2 separate regions of the Canis lupus genome follow, and region 2 is linked to region 1. A link is a contact called in public Hi-C data. All regions are on one chromosome and are shown on one strand. Each heading gives the region's core, a stretch centred on a gene start, on an enhancer-like site or on the middle of the called end of the contact. The rest is flanking DNA. Distances are from core to core; before and after follow the strand shown.

What was found. Hi-C and Micro-C count contacts between places; a contact is called where the count stands out from the background.
Region 2: a Hi-C map of liver shows a contact between it and region 1, with 1.9 times the contacts expected there. The contact joins two enhancer-like sites. A contact is called at or near these places in 3 of 9 Hi-C or Micro-C datasets (amygdala, liver and skin fibroblasts).

Annotation. Positions count from the first base shown.
Region 1 is chr31:29,344,131-29,346,830 of UU_Cfam_GSD_1.0, reverse strand. No RefSeq gene overlaps it. Among named protein-coding and RNA genes, the nearest start is that of KCNE2, 110 kb to the left of the region's middle. Within about 2 kb of position 1,345, at least 2 of the 20 cell types and tissues checked have an H3K27ac peak or open chromatin away from gene starts, as enhancers often do.
Region 2 is chr31:29,437,381-29,440,080 of UU_Cfam_GSD_1.0, reverse strand. No RefSeq gene overlaps it. Among named protein-coding and RNA genes, the nearest start is that of KCNE2, 19 kb to the left of the region's middle. Within about 2 kb of position 1,265, at least 3 of the 20 cell types and tissues checked have an H3K27ac peak or open chromatin away from gene starts, as enhancers often do.

The sequences.
Region 1 (2,700 bases), core at 96-2,595:
GCAAAACAGATGCGGCCTGGACAGTCTCTGCTCCAGGCTGTCTTCAGGAGGAATGAAGCCCTACAACTCTGGCACAGGGTTCTGCATTCCCAGGGAACAGGATCCCCATAAATCAGGCCGCTGATTCCAACCTCAAACCCTGAAGCAGAGGGGTTCTTGGCAGAAAGCTCTTATTTTGTCCGCTTATGACTTTTTGTCTAATTACTTAGTCCTGTAAAATCCAATTGGTTGCAACTAGAAAAATGATGATTTTAGCTGTGATGTCTCGTTCACACTGAGCATATGTCTCCTGTCTGCGTCCCTTGGTGACTTTGAAAGCAAGAATAGCAGATTATGGCAAATTCCTCCCAGCAGACTCCAGTCCTAGACAGAAAGCCAAGCAGAGTAGAACATCCAAACCGAGATCACTTAGAAGTTGGGACAGACAAGGGGGCATGAACAGCCTCCAGGCCCTCGCCTGCCAGGGTGCCCACTGAGACCATGAAGCAGTGGGAAACACCTCCCCATGGACTCACCTCCTCAGGGCTGATGAGCCTGACCCCAGCTCTCCAGCTGCTTCACGTCAGGGGAGCTACACCACATCTGGAGCTTTGCCTCTTCATCTTTCGAGAAGCTTGTTCACGGCCTCTGCTTCTCCTTCTCTCCAGGGAATATGCTCTCCCTCTTGTCCTTAGGTTCCCTGCTCCCCAGATCTGGGTGTCTGTAAAACAGCTGGATGGCCTGAAAAAATATCAGCTTGATCCCCATTCCCCGTGGTGCCTAAGGGAGCTTGGCCAGGCTGCTTCACTTCTCTGAACTTCCGTTGTCTTCTCCACCGGAAGAGGGAGGCTGAGCAGCAGCTGACCCCTGCGGTCCTCTTTAGCTCTGTTTGCCTCTTCCCTAGGAGGATGGTGGTGGGTCCAAAGCAAAAGCTCCCTGCTGCCCACTGATAATCAGAGAGCAAGGCTTTCCTGCAGGAAGATGGGTGTGCCTCGTGGTCTGCTCAAGCCCATCCTCCCCGCCTCCCCACCCCACATCCAGCATGCCAGCGAGACAGGATGGCCCCTTGAGCCCCTTTCCCAGCAGCTGGAGGAATGAGCCTGGTTAGAAGACCCCAGCATGGGAGGGAGGCAGTTTGTCAATAAAAAGTAAATAAATACAAAAAAAATACGTTAAGATCCTCTTATAGGGAGCATACTTGGCAGTGAAGCTTAAATCTGTGTGGTGTGTGTGATGTGTGTGTGTGATGTGTATGTGTGGTATGTAGTGTGGTCTGTGTGGTGTGTATGTGTGATGTGTGTGGTATGGGGTGTGGGTGTGGGGCGTGGGTGTGAGATGTGTGCAGTGTGGTGCGTGTGTGTGGTGAAATGTGTGGTATGTGCGATGTGGTGTGTGTATGTGTGATGTGTGCAGTGTGTATAGTGTATGTGTAATATGTTTGCCTGGTGTAGTGTGTGTGTAGTGTGGTATGCAGCGTGTGTGATGTGGTGTGTATGTGTTTGTGTGGTGTGTGTAATGTGTGTGTGTGTGTGTGTGTGTGTGTGTGTGTGTGTAGCCAGATCCACCTTTTCAACACCTGTTGACACTAAGGATAAAAGTTTTTTTTTTTAAGATTTTATTTATTTATTCATGAGAGACACACACAGAGAGAGAGAGAGAGAGAGAGAGAGGCACAGAGAGAAGCAGGCTCCTCGCAGGGAGCCCGATGTGGGACTCGATCCCAGGCTCCGAGATCACGCCCTGCTCCGAAGGCAGATGCTCAACCACTGAGCCATCCAGGCGTCCCGATAAAAGTTTTTTTATTTGGGATCAGAACATTGGTATAAAGGGCATTTTGGGGGACATTGGTGGAACGTGAATATAGGCTATATATTACATTCAGTATTGTATCAGAGTTCAATTTTCTGAACTTCATAAACATATTGTGATTTAACAATGAGTTATTGTTATTACTAGTCATTACTAGTATTCAGAGATGAGGGATCATGGTGTCTGCAACTTATTCTCAAATGGTTCAGCAACTAATGGTAATGACATAATAGGTCTACACAAGGAGCGCTAAAAGCACACGCGCCAATGCCACTCCTGGTAAATGCAGGTCAAGGGCAGACAGACGTGCACTGTGCTCTTCTCACAGATTTCTGCACACTTGAAAAGTCTCCAAATAAAAGGTGAAAAACTAAGGAAAGTAAGAAATTTCAAAAACAAAATGGAGATTTTGAAAACATCCTAGTTCGGGCTTAGAGGCAGCAGGTATGAAGACAGGCGAGAGCCTCTGGTTCATGGCCCTCGTGGGTTTGAGCGCATCACAGTGAGCCGCAGAGCCGGGCCAGCCTTGCACTGCTGTGTTTTGCTGGAGAGAGCCCAGGAAGGGAGACCACTGTCAGTGGGTAAGAAAGACAGGCCCTGGGCCATTACCCCGTGGAAATCAAAGGCCCCCCCAAACGCAGGAGGCCACCAAGAGGGGCAGTACTTCAGCCCTGGAGGTGAGGGGACTTACTTCCCAAGGCATCTGATCTGACCCGTTGGAGTTTCAAATGGGGCTGCTACTCACCAAAATCTCCCTCTCTCCTCACCAAGCATCAGCACCTTCTTTCCTTCTTTAACCTCCGATTTGCTTTGCAGTGATTGATAAGGAGGAGGCTGGCAGTGGGTTGCCCCCAGAGGCAGGAGGGCTGGGCCCTTGGCCACCCATGCCACGTGACCCCAAGTCAACAGGTC
Region 2 (2,700 bases), core at 16-2,515, 93 kb before region 1:
AGAACTGAAGTCCTCTTGTTTTGCTTGCGATGCCCAACTCCTTATAATCTCCTAATTGCCCTGTTTCTTCCTGTGTGGATGAATTATGTTCTGGTCCTTTGTTCTCCCGAATGAAAACATGAACGGGGGAAGGCAAGTGCTTCTTACACGCCTCTGCTCCCAGAGCCCTCTTATTTCCCTAATTCACATATTTCCTAGTCAGGTCTTCTCCTCCCTAATTCCCTTTTCTTTGAGGTTTCAACAAGCAGTCTGACTTATCCTCGTTTGTCTGGGAATTCTTTTCCATCCTGCATCCATGGGAATGCCCTCGACCCCAGGCAAAGTGGGATGGTTTGTGATCCTTGCCGTAAGTTTGAGCACAAGTTCACCTGCGTTGAATTTTAGATTGAGATTTGACTTCAGTCATTGAAGCAGGCTTCCTTCTCCACCCCCTTATTCATGATTCCCTCGGCAAATGTGTACCAAGTAAACTTCAACTCTCCCTGCCATCCCAGACCTATCGTGATGGATCTTGAAATTCCACCTTTGTTGGATTTTGATGCCAACGATTTGTGTCATACCCCTCCTAAGGCTTGCAGTACCAGATGCAGCATCTCATCCAAGCAGATGCTTCATTAATGGTTATTAAATGAAGAGAAAAAAAAATGAATGCCCCTCTCCCCCCTCGAGCTACTGCTTCTCTGTGGTTTCAAGAATGTCATTACTACAAGCTCCGGCTTGGAGCGAAAGATGGACGTCACGATGTCACACAGGGTCTTGGCTATGATAGGGACATCAGTGTCCAGGAGTTTTTAGAACCTGCCTCAAATTCAAAATTCCTGGTTACCCTTCTGGGAATCAGCTCTCCCCGAGTTTGTTTTCTGTGGGGTTTGGATTTATATTTATGAGAAGCTAGCATTTAGGAGGAACCCATAACTCAAGACCAGTTTTAATTTTGCACCAGACCTCAACATTTCAGAAGAGGAGGTAGTGGTTGCAGGAGTGGGAGAAAGGAATTTGCTGGAGAGATTGTCCTCGATTCCCAAATAAGTTCTGTCTCTCTTTCCCAGCCAGACTCTCTATAAAAGGGAAAAGTGGACAACAGGCAGTGGGAAAGGAGCGCGTCCTGGCAACTTGCTGCAAGCCTCGTACACCATGCTGTTTACAAATTCCTGCAGCCAGCCCCGGGATCCAAATGTAGACAACTCTGTTTATGTAACTAAAATAGATGCTTATACCGTGTGATTAAGGTGGCTCGGGGAGCCGGGCCACAATGAGGCGACATGTGCTACAGCCGGGGCCAGAGGGGAGCACAGAGCACAGGAACCCTGGGACCCTGGCAGGTCTAAGGTTTATTAGATTAGTTGTCTGGCCGAGAAATCTCCAAGGGTGGGCACATTGCAGATTCATGGGAGAACTGTGGGTCACTGAGGATGGAGCTCTTCATCTGCGAGGGACCAGCCCAGAGGGTCTCATGAGGGACCAGAGGACACAGCCCCTCCCGGCTGCATCCTCTCCTGCAGTGTTTGGAGTAAAGCCCCCCTCCTGCACCGCCAGGAGAGGAGTGGTTCCACTGCCTGCGTCAATAAAGAGGCTCGAGTGTCCTAGGGTCAGTAGACAGTGCAGCTCAGTGCAACATGCTCTCCACTCACCATGCCCTCGGGCACTCATCTCTGCACCCCTCTCTTCATGAGTGGAAGGTTTGTTCTTCTAGAAGCGGTCAGTGCACGTTTCCCCTCCAGATAGTCTCTCAGCCCTCCCCAGCTGGAAGTGATCATGACTCCCTCCTCTGGGCACTGAGGTCACCCATCCCTGGGTCCATCCACTGCACTCATAAGTGAGCTCTTTGGGCTCAGTATCTGCGTCTCATCATCTTTACACCAACCTTGGCCCTGGCATAGTGTCCAACATGGGCGGTCAAGTTGGCCAATGGCTTGTCTTTCTGAGTCATGGGAAGACAACATCCAGGGGCCATGGGACAAAAGACAGAGCAGCTGCAGAGGTGCCACACCACTGCTAATCACCCCCATAGACTCCCTGAGTCCCAAAGAGGAAGGCCCCCATTCACGCGGCTTCCAGGCTTGGAGGAGCCATGTACTTTGGGGCCCTTTACACACTCTATCTCCTCCTGAGACGTGCTGTCTGGCCCACCCAGATCTACTCTCCGACTCATCCTAATCACCACTCTGGTCTCCCCTGAAATGCCCAAGGAAGTTGAGGACAACATCCTTGATAGCACCTGCTCTGTCTGGATCAAGTCCTCTTCTTATATGTTTGCATCACACACCAGGTGCTGCTATAACGTCTTATGTGTTCTCACCCCCTTCTTGTGGGGTAGAGATGGGTTTTATCCCTGGGACTGTGCCATGGCTCCCCATGAATCCCCTCCTGGCATTACTAGGATGGTATTCAATAATTCTGTAATTATTTGCTTACTGTCTGTTTCCCTGCTTGAGTCTGGAGAACAAGAATTTGTCTTCTTTTCCACTGTCTTCCCAATGCCCAGTCCAGTTACTTGGCTTCACAGAAACAAATGAACTAATGAACAGATGAATTGATTAACCAACTGAAAGAGGCCTGGAAACACTTTAGGAGAGAGAGCCTGGAGCAGTCAGGTTCAAGGTCACCTTGAGGCAGGCAGGAACAAGCTAGAACCTGACAGTGGCCCACCACCAAACGAGCTTCCAGGGAACAAAGGGTGACTGTCCTCTGCCCAAATCA